Linked DNA regions of Gossypium hirsutum: region 1 is linked to region 2. A link is a contact called in public Hi-C data. All regions are on one chromosome and are shown on one strand. Each heading gives the region's core, a stretch centred on a gene start, on an enhancer-like site or on the middle of the called end of the contact. The rest is flanking DNA. Distances are from core to core; before and after follow the strand shown.

The links. A called contact is a pair of places that touch in the nucleus more often than the background predicts.
Region 1: a contact with region 2 is called in a Hi-C map of seedling, with 2.6 times the contacts expected there. The contact joins two enhancer-like sites. A contact is called at or near these places in 4 of 34 Hi-C or Micro-C datasets (hypocotyl, leaf and seedling).

What each region holds. Positions count from the first base shown.
Region 1 is chrD01:25,724,327-25,729,577 of Gossypium_hirsutum_v2.1, reverse strand. It overlaps LOC107920961 (rho GTPase-activating protein REN1), which reads left to right. Exons shown (of 30, transcript XM_041086460.1): 15 at 6-83; 16 at 365-420; 17 at 519-588; 18 at 749-833; 19 at 912-1,155; 20 at 1,424-1,696; 21 at 3,327-3,632; 22 at 3,869-3,918; 23 at 4,205-4,265; 24 at 4,357-4,440; 25 at 4,564-4,680; 26 at 4,763-4,926; 27 at 5,170-5,221. Among protein-coding and RNA genes, the nearest start is that of TRNAS-GCU, 4.9 kb to the right of the region's middle. Within about 2 kb of position 2,722, at least 1 of the 9 cell types and tissues checked has an H3K27ac peak or open chromatin away from gene starts, as enhancers often do.
Region 2 is chrD01:25,639,499-25,645,002 of Gossypium_hirsutum_v2.1, reverse strand. LOC107922166 (protein ALTERED PHOSPHATE STARVATION RESPONSE 1) reads right to left here. Exons shown (of 7, transcript XM_041086458.1): 3 at 5,191-5,504; 4 at 4,667-4,848; 5 at 4,238-4,458; 6 at 3,262-3,592; 7 at 2,592-3,145. The coding sequence ends at 2,714. Among protein-coding and RNA genes, the nearest start is that of LOC107922166, 4.5 kb to the right of the region's middle. Within about 2 kb of position 2,137, at least 1 of the 9 cell types and tissues checked has an H3K27ac peak or open chromatin away from gene starts, as enhancers often do.

The DNA of each region.
Region 1 (5,251 bases), core at 1,473-3,972, 84 kb before region 2:
AACAGGTGTCAGAGTAGAAGGGATCTTACGACAAGCTGCAGATGTTGAAGATGTTAAGCGTCGAATTCAGGAATATGAACAGGGTTTGTTCAGACACATTCTCCTTGACTATATTCTATATTCATTTTTTTTACACATTCTCCTTGACTATATTCTATATTCATTTTTTTTAACATTGGTTACGGATATCATAGGTTATGTTCTTTTCTTACAATTTCTTTGGATTTACACATTCAATATTTAATGTTCGGCTGTAAACAATGCTGTCAAGGGTAGCTTTGTAAAAAGTAAAATATATATACTTGTAGTTCATCTATTCTCTGTTCAGCCTTCCAACTCTTTTAGGCCATGCTTTTTAATGCAGGAAAAACTGAGTTTTCTTCCGAGGAGGATGCACATGTCATTGGTGATTGTGTCAAGGTATGCTATATTGGTTTCCAGAAGATTGTTTCATTTAAATTGCAACATATACTGCTCCTGCTACTTTTTTTTCTAATTTCCTTAATGCCATTTTCCAGTATATCCTCAGAGAGTTGCCATCATCTCCTGTTCCTGCATCATGCTGCAATGCGTTACTAGAAGCATGCCGTAAGTCTTTTGTTCAACTGTTCTTTGTTTAACAAATTCAGTTGATAACATGCTTCACAGTAATTGGATTCTTGATGCCTCTAATTCCAAAGGGAAGTATACGTTGGATAATCATTATTCTTTATTTTTATTCTGTTATTGGACATCTTACAATGATTAGGAACTCAACGTGGTTCTAGAGTCAATGCTATGCGTTTGGCAGTATTGGACACGTTTCCTGAACCAAACCGTCGCTTGCTACAGAGGTAATTGATTCATCATTGTCACTCTTTGCCCTGTTGTGGCTTTATCCGTATTTTACTTGTCTTGCTCCTTTATTTCAGAATTCTAATGATGATGCAAGTTGTAGCTTCTCACAAAAATGAAAACCTAATGAGCACTTCAGCCGTGGCGGCATGCATGGCACCCTTACTTCTTCGACCCCTTCTAGCTGGTGATTGTGAGATTGAAACCGATTTTGATGTGGGTGGTGATGGTTCTATGCAATTGCTACAAGCCGCTGCTGCAGCTAATCATGCTCAAGCCATTGTTATAACACTATTGGAAGAGTATAATCAAATATTTGGGGTGAGCCCCAATTATTTCTTCTTTTTCACTAAACTTTCAATATGGCTTTCTGTAGTCGCTATAAAGACAAGTATGTACACTATTGATCTGTTTTATTTTCTATTTGTTCTTCTTGAGCAAACATGATCACTAAGTCAAAGTTGTTTCTTTTTCCCAATATTCTTAAAAACATAAAAAAGATGAGTCTTGTTCATATTCCAAATTTTTATTACTTTGGTTTGGATTTGGTTTTTACATTGTAGTTACGAGATCAGAATTTTGTTGGCAGGAAGGTTCTATTTCCTCTGATTTATACTCTGATTCAGAAGAGAGTGGCAGTGAAAGTGAGGAGGCAGCTGAAGATGATAGTGAGCCCTATGACGAAGATGAATCTTATGAAGACGATGAATGCGATGATGAAACAGAAGGCTCTGATGTATCCAATGATAATGATGAGGAGGATGGTGACGATGATGATGATGATGATGATGATGATGATGCACCAAGTGAAACAGGCAGTGAAAGTGGTCACTCTGTTACCAGTGATGTGGATGTTGATAAGGTCTGTTCCTCTACTGTCTTCAAATGGAATTTACATTTTATTATAGTTTATAAAATTTAAAAAGGGTGGAAACAATAAATTTAATATGGATTTTGGAACAGCTAAAAGATTTCTGTTGGTAAACTCAGAAAAGAACAGAGCATCAAATTGCAGCTGTAAATTGCTACAGAAATCAAAAGATGAAGGTGGAGAAGACTAACTTCAGAAAATGAATTGCTGACAATTTTTTTGACATCATCTTTTTACAAAGCTTTACAATATATATATATATGTGTTTGGTTACAGCCACATAATTAGCAAAAAGATATCTAATATTAAACAAAATAGCACATGTCGCATAATTTACAACTCATTACATCATAAGAAACTACCAAATACAAATAACTCAAAATATCTAAAAAGCATCTACTAAATCTTGGAGTTTTAAAAAAATTCTAAGTTCCTAAGACTCCTTAAGATTTTTTCTTGAAACTTTTCCAACATCGTTTGAAACTCGAACTTGTTCTTGGAAAGTGCTTTGGTTAGAGCTTGTCATCAATCTCGAAGTCAGGATTAACTTTGCAAAGATCCCTTACATTGCTAATAGTCGAAATCAATAGGGGGTCATAGACCACAAATTTATTCTCATTTATCAACACCATTGAATAAATCTTTTCAAACTTCTCCCCAACATGAATATTTCAAAATAACCCAGAAAGTTTAGACCCATTAAACTTTTCCAATATGAGTTAAAGGTTCTTTGGATTGGGTATAATCGGTTTTTTATATGAATTTAGGAGGGGTTAATTAATAAGACAAGGAAGTGAAGTTGGTTGTGAGTTGTGGTTACCATGGTTTTTGTCGAGATGGGTTTAGAAGGGTTTGAGGCATAGTACAAGGAAGAGAGATTGGCAAAGACTGTTGTTTGGTTTTTTCGGTTAAAGGATCTACCTTCGTGTATACCAGAGTTACTAACCTGTTTACCAGCAATTATTTTATCCACTCCTTTACGCATTTGATCAAACAGTTGGGTTTTGGTATTAGCAATACTTCGTGAACATGCTGCAATGTACAATCTAATATATCATCCTTTTTTGTTTGTATATGCTCAAGCTTCTTGTGTATTCCTGTGTGCCATTTTGCGGGTCATTGTTCTACCATAGCCAGGGATCGTTGGCTTTAATGCCAAATTGTTACAATCTATGTAATTGATAGTTCTACTCATGAAAGGAGATTGAAACCTTTAAGATCATCAAGGGGAGACTGAAATTTTAGGACTCGTTAAAAGGAGACCCGAAGCTCTTTAGGGTTTTTTATAGAAATTCTACTTAAGTTTTATTATTTCATACATCCTTTTAAATAAGGACTAGTCTTATTACATAAATAGAAAACCTATTCTAAGGAAAATAAATCAACAACAATAAAAACATAATCAATAAACCTAAGGAAAGGAATAAAAATGTACTCTTAGCTTTAATTAAAGAACCCAAATTAAACTGCCTTTCCTAACATAGATTCGGCCTGTAACATGCATGCTGTTACATTCTTTGGTCCTCGGGTAGATTTTGAGTATTCTTTCTGTTTCTTTTGTAAAGGTGAAAAGAGCAATAAATCAGTAATAAAAATTAATGCACCGAGTATAAAATTGCAGGATTCTGATTCTTCGAGCTCAAGTTCTGAGTCCTCTGAAACTGGTCATGATGTAAAAGCCACCAAGAGGCTTTCAAGTTCAATTCACAACCCATCGTCAGGAAATGATGGTTCAGAGAGGAGCAAGGGTAATCAAAGTAAAAGTACAGCAACATTGACCAAGAAGTCTGCTGAGCTATCAAAAGGTGTTCATGGTCCAACCAATGTGGAGGATAGGTTAGCTCATCATGCTCAAATCCCAAGCAGCCAGCAATCCGCAGCTGCTGCACACAGAGCTAGGCGTAATGCTGTTTGGGGACGTACTTCTGTAAGTGTTTGTTTTCTGCATTTATGATGTGTTATGCTTTTGGCCAGGTTCGTTTGACTTGCCTCGTTAGCTAACAAGTATTTCCAAGAATGAATTTGAGTATTTGGGAGTTACCTTAGATTAATCAACTTATAATGAACCAAAAAAGAAAAAAAAACTTATAGCTGCTCAAATTGGTCAATATGTTTATAGTCATGCATTTACTAATTATTAATTTCTTGGGTTTGCTTCTTCAGGCAAGGAAGAACCTTTCTATGGAATCCATTGATTATCCATTTGGAGAAGAGTAAGCAATGTTCCCATGATCTGTATGTAAAAGCCCTGTATAAATTTGCCTGCAACGACTTGTTTTCCTGGTTATTTTTCATATACCTTACAAAGACACAATACCAACTAAAATTTGCAAGCATCTTTTAAAGTATTCTTTCAAGCTTAGGATGATGGAATCTATCCTTCACATAACATAATTTACATGGCTAAAAGTGAAATAACAAAAATATTAGAGTCAGACCTTTTATATTGATAACAGCTCTATTTTCTTTTTTGTATTTATCAATTTGGCCTTATTTTAGGTTTGAAATTGAGACAGTTGAGGATGAAAAATCTGACTTGCAAAACAGACTCAGAGAAGAGGTTCTGCTATCTATCCACCTTTCGAAAACTTATTATTATTATCTTGACTTGTATGGAAACTTTTCATGACAAAGTCATCTTTCTAATACAGATTGAAGGTAATACCAAACTCGAAGCCAGTGTGGAAAAACGAAAGAAGACATTGCAAGGGCGTCAGCTATGTCTTGAGAAAGAAGTACGTTTGTAATGTGAAGCTCTTTTGGTTTGTTTTTTGCAATATATGGAGTTTAATATTTGTATTTGCTTTATAAATTAACCGGCGTGAATCTTGATTGTTGCTCTTGATTGTACTTAATAGGTAGCAATATTAAAGGAAGAGTTGCAAAGGGAGAGAGATAAGAGGACAGCTCTGGAATCCGTTCTTAACTCATCTCAAGAACAACCCACAGTTCTCCCAGCTAAGATTGACGAAAAGGTATACGATGGCCTGACTCTGATTTAAGTAATCCACCTAACCTTTAACTTGCATCAAATTTTAACTTGCGACTATTATGAAGACAAAGGCAGATCTCAATGACATAGCTCTAGCAGAGGCAGATATAATCAAATTGAAAAAGAAGGTTGAAGATCTGGAGATGCAGCTTAATCAACAGCTTGAGAAAAAATCTGCTTACATGAATGATTCATGCAGACAACGTCAACCAAATCATCATGCAAAAAAGTAAGCTTTCAGTTGGTTCTATCACAATGTCATATTTTTTGGGGTATATGTAGCAAAACATTTCTTCTTTTTGTCTCTTTGGTGATAAATACTTGTCATCCTTGTAGTGATTGGAATTGTTTAAACTTTAAAGTTAAATACATCTGGAGTTGTTTGACATATTTTTTACAATTCACATACTCATCTGGAGTAGTTTTAACTTTTTTTAAAACTATATTTATGCTGCTTTTACACTTTATACAGAGAGGATAAGCCAAAGGGTAGTGGAGCTGTTGTTAAAGGGTCAGGAAGCAAGGTAAACTCACATTCATTTGAGACAGCATGT
Region 2 (5,504 bases), core at 888-3,387:
AAGGTGGATTTTGTAAATATTGAGTGAAATAGGAAAGATTGGTGTGATATGGGAACTATAGGTTAGCCTGAAAGTGCAAAATAAAAGAAAAACTCAAAAAGAAAATCAGTACGAGTAGAAAAAATCTTGAAACGACGAAAAAAGTATTTGTGAGCTGAAAAAGAAAGTGACAAAGTCACAAGAGAAAGAAAAACTCGTTCATCAGTGCACAGAAACTCGTAGGATAGCCGTAGTTACTATATCATGCTATGATTTCCTATGTGGAGAAACAAAGAAGGTGAGAGAAGGAGAAATAAGGCGATAAGCGAGTAAGGGCCACTAATGGGGAAGAATAGGGATCAAAACGATGTGCCAAACTATTTTCGTGTTCGTAAACCTTTTTATGCTTACTGTCTTTGAATTACACACTTCTCCTTAGCCTCAGAACGTTACAAGCCGAAAAGTCCTATGTGACCTAAATATCCTTATGCATGAATGGACATTATATTGAACAATTGCATAATCAACTATTTGTATTCTGCTCGGATAATCAAATTACTTGTATAATTTATTGATGGATCCCTACAGATGAGACCCTTAGTGCTTGTATATTTTGTAGCATACTGAACTTAGATGTTTGTGGTCAAAAGTGGTAAGTCAACTATTCATTATGTTAGAATTATATGTAAGTATAAAATGCCTAGTTATGTACTCCAAAGTCAATACTTGTGTGATATTTTCTCAAGGGACGTCTTTTATTTCTTGTCTTTGTTCATGTTTCTTGAGGACAAGCAATGACTTAAGTGTGGAGGAATGAGATAATAAAATGTGAAAATTGAGTCTTTTATTGACCTTAGGGGCCGAATGAGGCCTAAGGGTGAGCTAATGAACTTTATAAGTGTGCAGGAGACCATTAGAAGGCATATTAAATGAATATTGGTCGCAATGTCATAACAAGGAATGCTCAATGTCAACATAGAGAGCAGAATGGAGAAATCACGAAACTACCTTCGATGTCACAACACAACCTAATGGTGTCGCGATATACCCTTGAAGATACGTGTGTCGCGACATCGACTCTGGACAAAAATTAACACGAGTCAAGAGGCATTTTGGTCTGCACAATCAAACTTAAAACACGGGAATGTCAGCTAACCTAGGGTTAAGGATGACAGCCACCTGAGATCTATAAACAGGCTCCTTTGTCATATGTAAAATGGAGCAATTACTTAGCTTAGAATTTCACTTTTAAATTCAGTTTAGCTTTTCTTTCTTCTCAAGGTTTTAGGTTTATTTTTAGTTTGTTCTTTGTTTTATCTCAAGAGATCTAATGTTTGGAGACAGTCAAACTCTGTGTATTCTTTTTCATCTTCAATACAAATCAGACGTTTTCTTAAACTTTACACTTCAATTAATTTATCATGTTCTCTCTTTACATCAATTCCATATTGTTTATGAAAATCATGTGGAAGTAATCCTTCTAAGGGAGATTAGTGAGTGGAGGGATGATCTATTAACTGTTTTGTAGGGTTACTTAACGGATTAGCTGCTTGAGAATGGAAGAACTTAAAACCCTAGGCCTGACAACCATAGGAAGTCATCAATGAGAAAATTAACTCAAAATTGGTATGGCCTATCCATGAACACCTTCACCCCAAACTAGTTTAGACATTGAGGTCAGAAGATAAGTAGTCATTGTCGACTCGTTATTCGAGTGGAAGATCAGAAGATCCTGCTGGGATAGAACTAGTTGATTGATGAGGAACCCGAAGTGACAATTGATTGGGATTACAGAAGCGAGCTAATCACTCATAATCAAATTTGATTTATTCTATTCTTTGATCTCTTGAATTTTATTTCTTTATGTTATTTTATTTTTTGATCTCTCTATGCCTTCTCGCTCTCTCCGTCCCTGAAATCCTTGTACTTTCCAGTTTAGCTTCAAGGTGCAATACTGTAATTGCTTGACAAAACTAAACGGCATGCTTTGATATTGCATTTGCAAGCAATATGAAGGCAATAGTGGCTGATGGGATAGTGTTATTCTCTGGAAATCTCTGGTTCTTTTGTGTACCCTTTTTGAAGCTTATTGTTTACTTCAACTATGATAAACTCTTCTTGAAAAATTAGTTTAGAAAAGAACCATAACCGAAAAAAAAATTCTGAATTTTAATCCATTAATTGGCTTTTTAAGTTAAATTTTTATTTGCGTTTTCCTTATTTTTCTCTTTGGTTGTCTTCAGCTAAAGCTCTGTGATTCTAGGTTTTCTTTATCGATAATTCTTGAATTTGAATTATTAAGATAGCATCTTAATCCTACAGGCATTGGTGCAAATGAAGAACTCGTTCACTCGCTTTCCGACAATTTTACAAGCTTGTGAGATTCATCGAAATGCTTAGGGGGCAATATTCCCGTTCTGTTGGTTGTTATAATGAAGCAGCTTTTCACTATGTAGAAAAAAAAAACTGTTTTGGACTAAAGGACCCTAACTTTAATCAAAATTCCAAGAAAGAAAAAATACGTGTCAATCACGTCAACAATAATGGATTGACCTATTTTTTAATAACAGTGATTAATTTGAACAATTAGTTTACCTTAATCAAAACTTCACTGATTAAAACGTTATATCATTCTCTAGAATGGCAAGACATTCAGTTCACCTTGACAGACAATTTACGGTAGAAAGCATTTACATACATTTCCACCATTCAATAAAATTTAGTTTGTTGAGTTCTATGATGCACAAGGAATTTTTGGCTGACTGTTGCCATGAATGGCCTCAAAGACCTCAACACAAGCTTTCGAGAATCCCATTAATGCCTGAAATACATTGGGCAGGCTAGTTTTTAGATTGTTTAAAATCATGGTCTTGCTTAATTGGACTGAGTTCAGATGTTTGCCTTTCTCCACATCAACTCGCTTCTTTAAGGCTTCAGTTTTGGCACGCTTCAATGAAAGAGGATGCTTTGGGCTCAGCGTGGAGTTCATATCTAAAGTTAATACACTTCCCTCAACCTTTTTCTCCATCTCAGTCAGTGAAATTAACTCCTTCTGCAACCTTTTCTGAAGCTTCTCAGATTTTTTTTTCTGGTTGTGCTCCTCAGCCTGCTGTTGGATTATAGATTGGATAGCCAACAAAAAACTCTTAATGGTCTCTGATGCCGCCTGCATGCACAGTAGAGATATAACTCAAAATGATAGCATAGAGGAGATAATTTAACTAAAGAACTGCTTGAGCACCATATCCCTAATACTTGTATAAAAATCATGGTAAAGTTTACCTTATCAGGTAATTTTTCAAAACCAAGATGCCATTCTTCACAAAGCCTACGAACTGCAGATGAGCAATGACTCTGCTGCTGGTTGCTTACAAGGCAATCAGTAAGTTGGATCCACTGGCAGAGTGTTCTTAAATACTCTTGTTGAGATTTTATGAGCCTGCAGAAGCTATAATACCAGAAAGAAACCTCAGTTTCAAGCTGAGCTGTAGCCTGAAGACGGGATTCAGTAGTCAGATCCATGCTTAAATTATCAGTGAGATGATTCAACTGCTTTGAAATATGGTTCTGAAATTGATGAGATTTGTACATCATCTTCCACATCTCCATCAGACTGTAATTGGGAAGATTAGACAATTTGAGCAAATTCAATCTTATACACTACTGAAATATAAACCATAATTCAAATAGTTCAATCACCCCAAGATCATTAAAAAAAAAACACCTAATCAATAACTGCTTAAGGCTTATTGACAATTTCACTAAAAACTGAAACAAGACAGGGAAGATAATTTAAGTTGGAATTATATTTAAGAAGATTTCATCATACACTTATGGTTTTTTCTTGAATTAATGTATACTTGACACCTTTTGAAAGCCCCTTCAAAAATAAGTGAATTTCCAGAAATCAAATCATGCTAAATTACTTTGGTAACGAGGACCCTATTGACAACCGCATCACACCAGAACTTTGAGGTTTTTGGAGTATCTCTTCATTTAGGTATCACCAGGGCAAAGCTAGAATCTCAGTATTTGGAGGGCCAACTTTTTTTTTTTTTTTTTTGGTGGGGGTGGGGGTTACAAAGTTAAAAATTTTACTTAAAAAGGACTAAAACTGTACTATGAATAATGGTAAGAGACCCCATTTAACCAGGGGGTCAAAGCCCCTGCCTTCTCCCCTAACTATGCCTCTGCGTATCACCGAACCGGTTAAAGAAATCTAAATATGTACTCATGTAGCATAGCAAACAGATCTTACCCCGAAGTTAATGCAACCAGTTGTGGGTAAAGCTCCTCATCAATGAGCTCCAATATAGATGAACAGGCTGTACTTATTGAATGTTGCAAGCGTGTCATGTCATTCTCCAGATTCTCAACACTTGATTTGATTTTCTGAGTCTTCGTCCAGTCACGGTTTTCATCTTGCTTTTGGAGCAACATCAATTTCTTTTCAAGCTCCAATTTGGTAACTTCTTCCTCCTACAAACATCATCACATTAGAATAAGACTCATACAGAAGTCAAAATGAAACAGAAACCTAGGCAAAGCATGGTCATAAAATATTCAATATACACACTACCGATGTATGCATTAAAAGATTCTGACATTGCCACCAAAATCACAATCAATAGCACATTATAATTTATTCAAGTTTTAATCAAATGACCAGGCTAGGTATCACTCTTACCTTTACTTGCTTGTAAAGCTTCTGCTCTGCAACATATAGCTTATCAAGAGTAATGCAATGAGCTCCAGGATTGCATGGTTCGCTATATCGACACTGAAAAGCATCTCTTGCAAGCTGAAGGGACTTAGAAGACCAGCTCCATGACAACACACTAAAAACCTTTGCAGAATTGCTCCTCTTTCCTGTAGTGTAGACAAGTTTGGAAACAGTGCGCATTTTTTACAACACAATGCAGCCAGCCAGATACTGGCTATTTAATGCTCAAATCACTTATTACAAGATCAAATAACAATTACCAAAGTAAAAAGTTCTTTAGGATTCACTTTAAGGCCTAAATTGGTATCCATATTACCAAGAGAAGAAAAAAGCACAGAAGCATGAAGAGAAATATAATTCCAGCTTCGGCTTAGTCAATTGCATCAGATAGAGCTTCCTATCCATGTTTTTACCATAAGAAAAAAAAGCACTTAAACATAGGGAAAATGATACTCGTAAAATAACAAATCATTAAAAGGTTTGCTTACTTTTGTTTTCATTGAGTTTCCATGGAAGAGAATTGTTCCCTATGTTGATGTCTGTAAAAACAGCTATTTCCTTCCCACCAGCTGATGCCTTCAAAAAGTAGTCATCTAAGTCCTTCATAATTCCCTCTAAGGTCTTGTTGTTCTTCAATACTAACATGGCTACATCTATCGAGTCTTTATTATACCAGCTCATGATTGATGAGCTATCATCAACTATTTCCCTTCGCAGAGACCTCTCAGGGAGAGTATTTATGGCAAAACCTTCGACAAGCTCTTCTCCAGGATTTTCATCCTCAAACTGCATCTTGCTCTCT